Linked DNA regions of Mus musculus: all the other regions are linked to region 3. A link is a contact called in public Hi-C and HiChIP or PLAC-seq data. All regions are on one chromosome and are shown on one strand. The core of a region is the stretch at or near the end of the contact, and the rest is flanking DNA. Distances in the headings are between cores, read along the strand shown. Region 1 holds the start of Memo1 (mediator of cell motility 1). Region 2 overlaps Srd5a2 (steroid 5 alpha-reductase 2). Region 3 has its middle 50 kb from the start of E330032C10Rik.

Region 1 (4,993 bases), core at 272-2,771, 990 kb after region 3:
CACAGAGAAACGCTGTCTCGAAAAACCAAAACAACAACAACAACAACAACAAAAAAGCAGTATTAATAGTGCATTGATTATAAAGGGCAAACTCAGGAGCCAGAGACCTGACTTACACAATTCCTATTTTACCACAGGCCTAGTCTGGGGTGCAGCACTAAATTTCTGTTTCCCCATATACTGGCACAAGAACTGACATTCTCAGGTAGTGAGAACTGATTAAAAGTCTATGAAGTACTTCAGGACCATAAAATGTCATACTTATCTAACGCAAAAACTACAGCCACCTGTTAGCAGTAGTTCCAAACCCAACCATGTCATTCTTTTGTGTCTTAGCAGGGCAAATCCGCTGTGGACCAACAAGATGCATGTACTTCTGCAGCTGGTTGAACAATCTCAGGGAAAAAAAAAAAACTGCCTTCCAGATTTTCCGTTTTCCCAAAAGAATCATGTCACTATCCAACCCTAGTACTTGCAAAGGGAAATATGGTTAGGGCCAGTTGCTGAGAAGCACAGATGGCCTAGAGACCAACAGGAATCACGGAGGAACTTTTCTTTGTTACCAAAGCAGAAATGTGACCCCTGAAAATAATCTCAGAAAACAATCCTTGTGAAGAGAGTTGTACTGGAGGGAAACGGCCCTACCCTTTCTCACCCAAAGAACTACACATGGTTTTTTGAAGACAGTGCAGACAAAATTCTCTCAAAACGTAAGCTAAACTAGGCAGGTCGTCCAGCCCCGGCTCGGTGCTGAACACAGGATACCAAAGAGGTTGCTCAGGAAAAGTGCTGATGCCATCTCCAGCTGCCCCTAAATGACAGTAACAATGCAAACACTGACAAAAGACCTTGGAGGCCACCCAGAGCCCCTGCCTGGCAGCAGCTCTGCCCGAATCTCCACGTACAAAGCGACAAATCCCCCCGAGAGGCCCAGGTCTGACAGATCTTCCAAGCGAGAGAGACCAAGAGTAGCAACACGAGAGATAGGGTAGAAAAAGTACTGCCTGTCACTCCTTCCAGGGGCGCTGGGTGCCCCAAGGGTGGGAGCAAAAACTGCGGTCCCCTCGGCCAGCCTCTGGCAACGAGGACCGCGCCAACTCGTCCTTCCCCACCGCAGAGGCCGTCCGCGGAGCCGCGGAGCCCGCGCTCGCCCTGGCCGGGGCCGGCCGGCAACTCCTCGCCCAACTCCGCGGGCGCCAGGCCGCCTGCCCGAGCGCCGGGTGGGGGAGGCGGCGCGGCCCGGCCCCGATCCCTCGGCACGCGGTCAGCGCCCTCCGCCCGCCGCCCGAGTCCCCGCCCGCCGGGCCCCGGCTGCCCAGCTCGACCACCCCGGCGGCCTGGCGCCCTTACCTGAGGCGGTGTACCAGCTCCCGGCGTGGCTGGCTTCCCGGCAGACCACTCGGTTGGACATCTTGGTGCCTGTGCCGCCTATGGTGCACGAGGATGAATGAGGAGGCGGCGGCGGCGGCGGCTCCGCGAGGGGACGAGACGCCGCGGGCCCAGCCCAGGAGGAGGCGGCCGCGGGGAGGGGACCAGCCCGGCCCAGGAGGAGGAGGAGGAGGAGGAGGAAGAGGAGGAGATGGCAGCCAGGGCGGAGGGCGGCAACAATCACCACAAACTCCGCCGGCCGCCGGAAGATGGGGCCCACGGCGGCTTTACCCTAGCCGCGCGGCCGCGGAGTCGCCGCCGCCGCCGCCGCCCCTACCCCTGCCCGAGCTGCTTCCGCGAGCCGCCCCCCGGCCACGCCGCGCGCGGCCTGCCGAGCCTCCCGCTGACCCCACCCCCGTGACTCCGCGCCCTTCCCCACCGCCCCGCCCCGCCCCGCCCCCACCACCGAGGCCTCCCTCCCGCCGCGCGCCCGCCGGCCCCGCCCCGCCCCGCGCCTCCGCCCGCCGTGCCGCGCGCTCAACGGCGGAAGCGGGACCGGCCCCGCGCCATCCCGGGTCGGGAGGCCGCGAGCCGGAGGGCGGCGGCGATCGGTGCCACCTCCCCCCCAACACACACACACACAGCCCGGGGCCGGGGCCTGAACCCGGGAAAGGCAGAGCCTGGGGAGCCCACGCGTCCTTACTCGCCGCTCTACCGGGGCCGGCCCACTGAGCATGCCCAGCGCCGCGGCCGGGCCCGCCGAGGAGGCTCAGCGTGCACGCTCCGCTCTCCGGGGTTTAGCGCCAGCAGAGGCTGGGGGCAGGGCGCGGGGCGCAGGACGCAGCCGCGAGGCGGGGTGAGCCCCTTCCCCCCCCCCCCCCCCCAGCCGCCTGGCTTGTCCCCGTGCGCCGCTGGCTCAGCACACACAACACACACGCGATCGCTGCCTGCCGAGTCCCGTCGGGGTTCCCCCTTCCCCGGCGTCCTTGGTGGGGTTCCCACCCTCGGGGTATCGCCCAGGAATGCAAGTCTGGGGCCACGCCGCGAAGTTTCGCTGGCAGAGACATCGCGCTGCGAGGCGTACTGGGATGGGAGAATATGGGGGGGTGGAGGACCGACCCTGTCAAAATGTAACCTTCGCTTCCCAGGCTCGCCCCTTACGACCTAATGTCTTCGACACAGTTAAATTTACTAATTGTATTTTAGGTATAACTGCAATGTGGCAAAGATTGTCTCAGTTATTTCCTACTGTGTTAAATGGGGGTGACGTTCGTGAGGGAGGGGTACCAAGGATTATGAGTTAATGCGTATGAGGAACCAGACGGGGTAAGGAATACTACAAATGTCACCCTTCACTTATAAAATCCCAGTATTCCACGTAAGTATTCCACGCAGCAAAAGAATTCCTTTACCAGTTGGGTAGAATCACAAAGGAAGTGGTTTGTTTGGCTTTGAAGTGCTGGATTCCAAAACCCAGGAAGTGTAACAGTTCCCCAACTCCCAGAAAGTATTTGGGAAAGAAATCATACACCGGGTATATCTTAGTTTCACATTAAACTAGATCCTGGAGAAGTCCAAAGTAGATGTCTAGCTGCCTAACCAAGTTCGGCGTTCCTTAATGCTGTAACAGTATACTTTTTGTTTGGTTGGGGTTTTTGCCAAGTTCTCAAGTGTTATGAGAAAAGCTCTACAGTTAATTTCAATGGCAAGAAAAAGGTAAATTGCCGCTTTCTCCCAAGAGTTTGTGTTGCTTACCAAACTTAGCAAAGACCCTAATGAATAAAATACAACTTCTTGCGCCAGAGAAATGGCTCAGTGGTTAAAAAAATAAATAAATAAAAAAAAAAAATAAGCACTGCTCTTACAAAGGACCTAAGTTGAGTCAGCATCACATTGGGTAGCGCCCAAGCAAGTCCAGTTCCAGGGGCTCTAACGCCCTCTTCTGGCCTCCACAGGCACCTACGATTACATGCACATACTCCACACACACACACAAATTATAATTGTTTTTTTTAATATTTATTTATTTATTATATGTAAGTACACTGTAGCTGTCTTCAGACACTCCAGAAGAGAGCATTAGATTTCATTACGGGTGGTTGTGAACCACCATGTGGTTTCTGGGATTTGAACTCAGGACCTTTGGAAGAGCAGTCAGCGCTCTTAACCGCTGAGCCATCTCACCAAATTATAATTGTTTTTAAAGATTTCTAGAATGCTTAGACTTTTTGTTTGTTTTGTTTTTTTGGGTTTTGTTGTTGTTGTTGTTGTTTTTCGAGACAGGGTTTCTCTGTGTAGCCCTGGCTGTCCTGCAACTCACTCTGTAGACCAGGCTGGCCTCGAACTCAGAAATCCACCTGCCTCTGTCTCCCAAGTGCTGGGATTAAAGGCATGCGCCACCATGCCCGGCTTTTTTTTCTAAGACAAAGCTTCATTATGTAACTGACTGGCCTGCATGGAACACCCAATGTAAACCTGGCTGTCCTCAAAGAGATCCACCTGCCTCTGGAGTGCTAGGATTGAAGGCAGGCACCACCGCAGCCGCTCTTTTGACACAGGTTCTGGCCTAGGACTGAGTATGCAGACCAAGCTGGCCTTGAACTTGCTGGGAACCCACTTGTCTCTGCCTCCCTAGCACTGGAGTGCAAGCACACCCAGCTCCAGCTTCTTGAAAGAAGTCAGTCGAACCTATTCACAACCACCTCCCCTAACGACTAGCTTCAGTCTATTAGCAATTCTATATGCATTTTATTATTGACAATCTGTTATATATTCTAGTAACTTGTGTTTGACAATCCATAAATGTTATTCATAGTAAGGGCAAGGAAAAAAATTAATAGTCCTTATGACACACAGAATAGAAAAAACAAAGAAGTCCCAGAACCTAACGTTAGTGCATATAGTTTCCAAAACAGAATATCCAAACTTTGTTGTAGTAAACTAGACACAGCAACAGTGCCCATCATTCTGACTTGTATTTGACTTGTTTTAATAAAGATGGCATCTTTATAGCCCTGGATGCTCTGGACTCTGAAATCCACCTGCATCTGCCTTCCAAATGCTGGATTAAAGGCATTCATCGCTACACATCTACTTCTCCACTTTAAGGTCTCTAACTCCAATTAGAGCTTACTAGTTACACTCGATTGTCCAGGTGAAGCTCTGGGAGTCTTCTTATCTAGTTGGCATGAGGATTATGGGAAACACCGCCATGCTTCCGCAAGGATTTATATGGATACTGGAACCCCAGTTCAGGTCTTCATACTTCCACAGCAAGCAGTTTACAGACTGCGCCATCTCCCCGACCCATCAGACTTATTTTTAATCATGCAGGTGTGTTTGTAGTCACGTAGATGGGATATGGTTGCCAGAAGTTTCAGATCCCATGTGCATGCTGGGATTCAAACCCTGGTCCTCTGTACTAACAGCCAATGCTCTTAACTGCTGAGCCATCTCTCCAGGCCCTGGATACGCAGATATACTATAGCATCACTTCGAGCCGGGCATGGTGGCGCACGCCTTTAATCCCGGCGCTCAGGAGGCAGAGGCAGGCAGATTTCTGAGTTTGAGGCCAGCCTGGTCTACAAAGTGAGTTCCAGGACAGCGAGGGCTATACAGAGAAATC
Region 2 (4,601 bases), core at 1,994-4,493, 730 kb after region 3:
GCCTTCTTGTGTGAGGTCTCTACAATAAGAGAAGGGGAAACAGGCAGTGCCCTCACTCATGATCCTGCCCAGAGGGATTCTTTTACTCTTTTGCACTTAGCAGCTCTTTTTAAAAAGTCATGGAAAGATGACTCAGCCTATGGGTGATTTTGGAGTCCCTTGAACAATAGCCTTTCTGATGGTAGCAGTTACTTGCTGCTGTTTTATTGAGAAGAAGAGCTTTTGGTCATCAGTTGAAGACCCTTGCCATCCCTTGCATCCTCCCTGCCTCTGATGTGTGAGTAGCTATTTCTTCATGAGGCCCTGGCTTCCTGAGGGGAGTGGTGTTAATGGACAAAGGCATGGTTGCGTGTTGCTGCTGGTGAATTCTTACTCCTAGACCTCAGAGAGTGCTGTTTTTCTGGCACTCCATCCATATTGCTATTTCCGGATATCACTGCCTCTTGACAATGTAACTTTGTTCCCTAAATGAGACCAAATACTCAGCTTATGATGCTTCCAAAGTAAACCATGAACCCAACCCAAGCTTACGGCCTCCTAAATCAATCATCCTTGTTTCTTAACCAAAGGGATGTGTCAGAGCAGGCTATCTGCAGCAAAAAAGTGGCAGAGGTCTGAGATGCTAGACGCCCCTTAGTTGTTCATGCACAGCACAGCTGGTGTACAGCCATGACGGGCTGATGTGTAGTCGTTCAGGACCCAGACTCTTCCAGGAGTCTTAGGTGTGTAGATGAGCAAACACAAGAGAATGTGGATGGCTCTGTGGATTTTACTGAGGATGGGTCTTCGGAATAGAGAGCTATATATTATTCCCACCCTTGACCCTTCATCCCCATGCAACCAGAAGGGAAAAGGAAAAGAAATCCATAAACATGGAGAACAGTGAGGAGCCAGAAGTTCTAGGGAACAAACGTGGCTCTTTGGACATAAATGGCTTTGCTTTGGAAAGCTGGAAGCAATTCAAAACAGTATATGTCTCAATGTTGAAAAAAAAAGATTAAAAAATGATGAAGAGAGGGGAAAGAGAGTTAGTTGGTTCACAAGACTACAAATCAACGCCAGGGACTTGGACACAATTTCCCCTTCAGGTCTGTATGGTTGGTGCTGTTTATCAACCTGACAAGAATCTAGAATTCCCTGGAAGATGGGCCTTTACCATGCCTGTGAGAAACTATCTTGACTACATAAATCGATGTGCGAAGGTCCATCTTAATTATCATTCCCTGAGCTGGGAACCCAAACTGGGCATTAGCATGGATGCATTTATTCTTCTCTGCTTCCTGACTGTGGGTGTGAAGTAACCAGCTACTTCAAGTTCCCACTGCCTTGACAACCTCACTGTAACTGACTGTACCCTGGAACGACGAGCCAGAATAAATCAAGCCCTTCTCCCTTAAATTACTTTGTCAGACTATTTTATCTGAAACTGTTATTATTATTATTATTATTATTATTATTATTATTATTATTATTATGTGTGTATGGGTATGTGTCTTAGGGTTTTACTGCTGTGAACAGACACTATGACTAAGACAACTCCTATAAGGACAACATTTAATTGGGGCTGGGGTACAGGTTCAGAGGTTCAGTCCATTATCAGCAAGATGGGAACATAGCAACATCCAGGCAGGCATGGTGCAGGAGTTGCTGAGAGCTCTACATCTTCATCTGAAGGCTGCTAGGAGAAGACTTTCAGGCAGCTAGGATGAGGGTTTTAAGCACATGCCCACAGTAACACACCTACTCCAATAAGGCCACACCTCCTAATAGTACCACTTCCTGAGCCAGTCATATACAAACCATCACAGTATGTGTATGTATGTATGTATGTATGTATGTATGTATGTATGTGCACTACCTGCATGCATGGCCCACAGAAGCCAGAAGAGGGCATTAGATCCCCTATAAGTGGAGTTTTACATGGTTGTGAGCTGACACATGGGTGCTGGGAATTGAACCCAGGTCCCCTGAAAGACAGCATTGCTCTTAGTCACTGAAGCATCTCTCCACCCTGAGTAGTTTTTATTACAGCAACAGGAGAAGAAACGAAGATAGCATCCTATGCCCTACCTACCTTTTGTGGCTTTGTCCATGGTCTGGAACCATGGCTCTTTAATTTCTTCCTGTGCTGCTGATGTCAATTTTAAATATTTTATGCTCATTCGGATAGAGTCTAAGTATTCTGTAAATGTGAGGCTTTTTGTCACCGCTAAGTAAATGTTCACCAGGAAATGGAGGGGGTAACGGCACTCTCACTGGAAAGGGTTAACTGAAATTGCAGATCCAGATTAAACCCAAAAGGGAAAAAAATTAGAAATAACACATCTTGTGTCACCAACTCATATTTAACTAAATCTTCTTCAAATATAAGTGCTATTGCAAAGATTATCAAGCCAATTGAAGACTCTTCACTATATGAAATTTGAGACTTGATTGTCAATCAAAATAAATTCAAGTTCTGCAAATACATAGAAAACTCCCCTGTGTTGCGCTTAGCTCTTCTATATAGTGACCTCGTGCCCTCTGTCAGTCACTGTCCCATATCTCTGGTTTATTTTACAACAGAACTCCTCTCCAGAGCAGCCCACACTTACCATCTCTATGACGTTTTCTCCTCTAGTGCCTCTGTCCCCACAGATGCAAGTCCTGGCAAGGTCATATTTCCAGACCAAGATCAGAGTCAGGCCTCTTCAGGCTGGACAGATCCATCCCCGCCTCCTGGAAACAGTGCCAGAAAGCGTACCACACTCCCTTGGGTACTACACTCCCTTGAGTACCACACTCCCTTGGGCACCACACTCCCTTGAGTACCACACTCCCTTGGGCACCACACTCCCTTGGGTACCACACTCCCTTGGGCACCACACTCCCTTGAGTACCACACTCCCTTGGGCACCACACTCCCTTGAGTACCACACTCCCTTGGGCACCACACTCCCTTGGGTACCACACTCCCTTGGGCACCACACTCCCTTGAGTACCACACTCCCTTGGGCACCACACTCCCTTGAGTACCACACTCCCTTGGGCACCACACTCCCTTGGGTACCACACTCCCTTGGGCACCACACTCCCTTGAGTACCACACTCCCTTGGGCACCACACTCCCTTGGGTACCACACTCCCTTGGGCACCACACTCCCTTGGGTACCACACTCCCTTGGGTACCACACTCCCTTGATTCTTCAGCTTCATTCGTCTGTCCTGCTTTTCCTTTGTGGGGCTATTCTCAACCCTTTGTCCTCCAAATATTGATGCCCCATATGTCTCAGACATCTGTGTGATGGCATCTCCTCAAATGATATGAAGTAGGGTCACTGTGGTCTGATTGTGGTTTACCCTTGGTCTCCATGCATAGCACTGGGGAAGGCTTTAGGCTTTAGGAATGTGTTTTAGGTTTTGAGTGCTCTATCCTAGTGGACGGACAGACTCCTCTATGGAAGGGTTTACAGGGGTGGCTGCTTGTTCTTGCCTTTCTACGTTCTAATATGTGGAACCACTACAAGAAGGTCCTTGCCAGATGCCACCGCCTTGATACTGAATCCCCAGCCTCAGGAACTGTGAGGGCTGAATTCACACCCCTTACAAAGCCCTGTCCTAGGAGCACGAGCAAAGTGAGGCAGGCGTCCGCCCTAATGGATCATCATTCACTCATGGACCACTCACTGGCAGTTTCATGCTACATGCTTCATGTCATGGATGTCATGAAGATTTCTGTCTTAACACACCCCAAACAAGATCCCTGATCCCCCACTCTCCCCAAACCTCTCCCTCCCCCTCCCTCTCCCGCTCCCCTTCCCCCTCCCTTCCTCTCTTTCTCCCCCCCTACTCCCCTCCCTTCCTCCTCCTTCCTTTCTTCTCTCTCCCTCCCTCTCCCTCTCCCCCCACCTCAGGTAAATTGATTAGCAAGTGCCATCATCTCTATGGTAGAACCTTACTTCCAAAACTCAGCCATATCTCACCCACTCCACAACCCTTGAATTCAAATCAGCACTAAAATCCTCCTGAAGAAGTTTGCAAGATCCTTCGCACTTGGCACTCACACTACTTCCACTGCAGTCTCTTCTCCCTGTGTGGCAAACCCAGTTATGCCCTAAGCTGGATCACATCGCCTTCCCTGAAACACACCTTTCTCTCCCTCACATCTTCCTCCCTTCCCCCCTTCCCTTCTCCCCCTCCCTCTCCCTCTGCCCTTTCTCCCTCCCTTCCTCAATCTTTCCCTCTCCCTCTTCCCCTACAATGCCCCCCCTTTCTCACCCAGAGACCAAGAAAAAGAAAATGTAACCTCACTCCTATCAAACAAACAAACAAAAAAAAAAAAATTCAGAGAAATTTCTCCCACCCCACCACTGAGCTGGGAAAAGCACTTGAAGCCTTGTCCAGTTGTCAGAGAGCTGAAAGGGAGCCAGGGCTTTCTGGTTTTCCATATTCTCTCTGTGCAAGGTGAGATCTTGTGGGGAATCTTTTCATCCTGACCCTAATCCTTATCCTGGTCTGGATGGTATTTAGAGATGGCTGAGTGGAGAGTGGAGGCTGCTCACTCCTACAGGGATTGCTGGGAGAGACTGCCTGGGAGGAGAAAAGAAACACAGTTGCCAGGC
Region 3 (4,409 bases), core at 1,681-4,180:
GAAGCATCCACGCCTGCCCTGGCTTCATGTTGACCTCTTTGCAGAGACTGGAGATGGATCAGCGGTGAACAGACACTGAGGGCAAGACCATAGCCCTGCAGTCCTCCATGCAATCCAAATGTGGTCCAAAAGACTCACATTCATAGCTCCCACAACAGTGCAGGTTCGAGAGGCAAGGGAGGGAAGAGCACACCAGCTCCAGGGTGGGCAGGAGATGATGGAGGTGTCTATGCTTGCAGCTCTGCGCAGCGTGCCTTTTCTATTTTCTTTTCTTCCAGTGCACTGCCATGTCATTTTTAAAAACCATATGTAGGTTGTTGCAAGAGAAATAAGTCTTAGATGTCGCCTGGCTCATACTTGGGGCCCTGGAAATGTATTGACAGAATGAAGAAATCCTTTCCAGGGATTCTCAGTATACTGAGGCAACAGAGATGATGACAAAGCCCATACATATATTTAAACATGAAGTCAGAACTGATATTTAAGTCTCCAGACACCAGCCCTTTCTCTTGATGCTTTGCTGAGCAGTACCCAGAAGGAACTGTAACAGGGACGCAGGGATCCAGGGATGAAGGGAAGGCCTCTTTCAGGCAGTCACCGTCTCTGCTCCTTGGTTCTTATACCCATTCCCACCCCAGAGGCTTCCTGTGGGAGGTGATATGACGGAGCTGGCCATCTCCCCTTGCTGTGGAAGCATTTGTGCTCATGAGAGGACGATAACCCATCATTCCGCTACTGTGGGTCCCACAGTGTCACCAAGATCAGATGAGGCCTTTTGACAACATCATCTTATGTCGTTCTCATATTAACCTTAAGATGTCCACTAGATGTACACTTTAAAAGACTACCTTTTCCCTAGGAGGTTTTAGGGTCACAACAAAATTAAGCAGAGAGTGTAGACTTCCTTTTGTTTTTACCTGCTCCCAGCCTGCCTGAACTTCAATATCTCCTACCAGGATGGCCCTTTTGATGCAACAGATGCGCCAACATTGGCACCTCATTATCCCCCAAAGTCCACAGATTCTGTTGCAGGTTACCCTGGGCATTAAAGTCACGACACAAGAGATTGTATCTTTTAGCATCTACTTACAGAGGCGAACAGCTGGGGACCAGAAGTTAAGATGAAGGTCACACGGGAGGAGGTGGCTGGGATTCTAGCCTGGATCTTCAGGATTTTATACCCAGCCTTGTGGCTTCTTGAGGAGGGTCCACCATGACGGGTACGGGCCAGCTGCTGAGTGGAGCTTCCACCTGTGGGGTTTGCAGATAAACCTACATTGGCTTTCTTTTGTAGTAAGTGGTTTCCTGTTAACTCACACTCATGGGCTTTCTCACAGAGAGTGTGAGTTGCCTGCTGAATGGAGTGACCAGATAGGTTGGGGCTGGAGACATTCCTATAGTGACTGACTCAGATATCAGACATCAGAACATTAACATGCGTCGATTACCATGAAATCAGATATCTGCACCACAGGAAGGTGTATCCAGACCTTCTCCTAGGCTATTTCTCCCTCATCTCTAGGTACCCCAAAGACTCAGGGTATAAGGTAAACATCCGTTCTTGCTCCTTTAGGGCATTTCTGGCTTATTCTGGTCAAGCTCCGCCTCCCTGTATGTTGTCCAGCCATTCCAGTCCACAATGGCTCAGCCTGTGTAGACTGGACTGTGGGCAGCCAGCCTAGACTTTCCCCATAAGTGTTTGTGTAGACCAGTGGAAAGAGTGTAGCTCTGAAGCAACCATCTATGTTTTACCCTCTTAGCTCATGGCTTTGGGCACAGCCCTGTTTCCTGAGCTGATAATTGTGGTTTAAGGCCAGGAAGGGGGCTTAGGAACCAGAGACCATAACATAATTCCCATTGCACCACAGCTGTGTTCAGCAGCTGGCATCCCTCATCCCCAAGTGAGATGCTCAACTCTGAAGAACCTCCCATCTTTAAAGTATGCCAGATGGGGCTGCCAGACAGAGGCCGGGGGGGGGGGGGTCTCAAAGCCCAGTTCTCTCGTCCAGCAGCCTGACAAACAGCAACCAGTTTGCGTTTGTTAGAGGCATTACTACAACTCATGAAGCAGGACTTCAGCCACTATTAGATTTCCTCTGCCGACACCAGGCGTCACTTTTGGTTTTCCTGTGAGGTGCCTGACATCTTCCCCTCCTGCAATCACTAGGCAATGCTTCACTGCCACTTCTAAGCTAGGGACAATGATCTTCCCCCGGGGAACAGCAGTGACTTCAGAGGGTGTCCAGGCTTCCACCAGCACTCCAGGTCTATCACAAGACTGTCTGGAGCAGGCCCAGGATAGCCTTCACAAAGTCCCCCAGTGAGTCTGTTTTCAGTGCCGTTGCCCCCATAGGATAACTGCCTCATGGTCTGTCTTTCCAGAGAGAGATAGAGATAGAGATAGAGATAGAGATAGAGATAGAGATAGAGATAGAGATAGAGATAGAGATAGAGATAGAGATAGAGATAGGGATAGAGAGAGAGAGAGAGAGAGATAGAGAGAGAGAGCCTGAGCTGGAAGGACCGGAAGGGATGAAATAAAACTCACTCATCAGTTGTTCAAGAATTTTTAAAAAGTTACTGCCCCAAATACTTTATAGGCAGAGGTACTGCTGGCTGGGTGTGGAAATACACTCCAGATCCACACATATATCAGTTTAAATACCAGCTCAGCAATTACTAATTGCATGCTCATCTCAAGTTACTTCTCTTAGCTTTTAGTGTTATTTTCCCAGTGTTAGAATGGATGGTAATCTTTACTTCAAAGACTTATAATTCACTAGAGACATACAAAACACAGAGCCAAGCATTGCCTCTCAACTCAAAATCTTCAGTGCCCGCCGACTTTGAAATTCTTGGCTTGTGTCTCCTTTCCCCACTGGTGTAATGTTCATCATCACCACTAGATGGAGATAGCGAGGCATCTCAAGGCTTAGTGTCGTAGCCAACAGCACAAGGGAGTTCCAGGTCCCATCTCCAGTGAGTGTCTCCAGTACCCAGCAGGAAGCCTCCTGGGCCCCAACGTCAATCCTTTAAAGAAAATAACTGCCTTTTATTCTTGGTAATTGCATGTGCATGTGAGTTAGCTTTCCCTATTTAAGTTGTGGGTGTGACATAGCAGGTGTTTTGAAATGGCAGTACTCCAGCTCTCACCTTTAGAAGGTTGGTGCTAAACATGATTTCATAAGAGAAAGTGGCCACGCACCATCAGAGGCTATGGCGACTCTAGAATTTGTATCCTCAGTCTGAGCCAATTACCACTTCCTTCCGGGTGGGGGGCGGGGTGTCGGACGGGTTACTCCTGTACAGACCTCTGCTGCCGTCTAGGGAAAACCTTATCCCACGAGTGTCTACTGTTTTCCCTCTGCAGACAATGGCATTTGGGGGTGAACTGAAGTCTTTGCATGCAGTATCTGAGTCAGTGGCCTGATCTGTTACACAGCCATACGGGGATGGGGGCGGACAGAAATGACATAGGTGAAATCCAGGATTCCTTTATTGGGCTTTGGGCTACTCCTATCTGGTAAGAACTCCGTATTAGACTTGGGGAACAAGTGAAGGCTTCAAGGGCCATGTCAAACTAATTGAAGAAACTAATTAGGGCCAGACTGAGGCATAACTTTAAGGGACCCACTTCAGCCTCCAATGCTCACATTGTGAGTTACTGCTCTTGGTTAACCACAGCCCGGAGCAGACTTCTGGCAGGCTCTTTGCCTGCAGGGCCCGCTGTGGGGCTGGACAGTTATTGGTAGGTTCGCCACTAGGTGTCACTGTCTCACCAGCATCTGTCCAGGGATGATGGCTAACTCCAGGTAGGTGGAAGAGGTTGTTCATTTTCATGCCGATAAACATCCAAGGTAGAGAGAGACGCATCTGCTCCCATGCTGTGTGGAGAGAGCGCGGTCCCGCATACTGCCCCGGACAGTGTGAGTCGCTAGGGCTGTTAGTGAACCAGTGGGTCTTTTTCATGGTGATTAAATGCTGCCTTCCGTGCTAGTTGCTGCTTAGACTCTTAGGAACTTGTTCCCCAACCCTGATGTATAGAATAGACCTTAGAGGTCCTTGTATCAGTCTTACTTTTCGGAGAAGGGGCCCAGACAGAGAAAGCCTTCCCCCTAGGACATCGCCCAATAGAGGCAGAGCAGACCTGAGCCTTAGGCTGGGTGGTTCTGGGTTAAGGCTGTCTAAGCCACCATGTTCCTTGTTTTCCACTGTGCTCCATCAACTCTGCTCTTACCATTCACAGAGCAATCAGTGTATGCTCTGATCTTTGTTGCTGCCCTGAGCTGGAAACATATATAGACATAAGATACCATGGCATGTGATAGACCCAAACAGTGTGTGTCTCAGGGGCAGCATAGGTCGGGAGCAGGCGATTTTCCTCTCTTTGGTCAAGAGCTCTTTTCCAA

Evidence for each region. HiChIP or PLAC-seq counts read pairs in DNA pulled down with a chosen protein or histone mark. A called contact is a pair of places that touch in the nucleus more often than the background predicts.
Region 1: a Hi-C map of the Ba/F3 cell line shows a contact between it and region 3, with 4 times the contacts expected there. The contact joins the promoter of Memo1 here to the enhancer-like site in region 3. A contact is called at or near these places in 2 of 15 datasets of contacts at CTCF or cohesin (large pre-B cells and pro-B cells), 9 of 484 Hi-C or Micro-C datasets (B cells, the Ba/F3 cell line, the G1E-ER4 cell line and 3 more) and 3 of 115 datasets of contacts at active chromatin or transcription factors (embryonic forebrain, large pre-B cells and stem cell-derived neural progenitor cells).
Region 2: a contact with region 3 is called in a RAD21 HiChIP or PLAC-seq map of pro-B cells, with 7 times the contacts expected there. The contact joins two enhancer-like sites. A contact is called at or near these places in 1 of 39 promoter capture datasets (embryonic stem cells), 3 of 15 datasets of contacts at CTCF or cohesin (embryonic stem cells, large pre-B cells and pro-B cells), 5 of 484 Hi-C or Micro-C datasets (the G1E-ER4 cell line, the HL-1 cell line, cerebral cortex and 2 more), 3 of 115 datasets of contacts at active chromatin or transcription factors (astrocytes, embryonic stem cells and kidney) and 1 of 9 other capture datasets (embryonic stem cells).

The regions. Positions count from the first base shown.
Region 1 is chr17:74,293,342-74,298,334 of GRCm38.p6, forward strand. It overlaps Memo1 (mediator of cell motility 1), which reads right to left and starts at 1,522. Exons shown (of 9, transcript NM_133771.2): 1 at 1,351-1,522. The coding sequence starts at 1,411.
Region 2 is chr17:74,030,343-74,034,943 of GRCm38.p6, forward strand. The region is part of intron 1 of Srd5a2 (steroid 5 alpha-reductase 2); the gene reads right to left. Among named protein-coding and RNA genes, the nearest start is that of Srd5a2, 15 kb to the right of the region's middle. Within about 2 kb of position 3,244, at least 3 of the 459 cell types and tissues checked have an H3K27ac peak or open chromatin away from gene starts, as enhancers often do. A contact at or near this core is called in pro-B cells, where this site is marked.
Region 3 is chr17:73,298,546-73,302,954 of GRCm38.p6, forward strand. No RefSeq gene overlaps it. Among named protein-coding and RNA genes, the nearest start is that of E330032C10Rik, 50 kb to the left of the region's middle. Within about 2 kb of position 2,931, at least 52 of the 459 cell types and tissues checked have an H3K27ac peak or open chromatin away from gene starts, as enhancers often do. A contact at or near this core is called in B cells, the Ba/F3 cell line and pro-B cells, where this site is marked.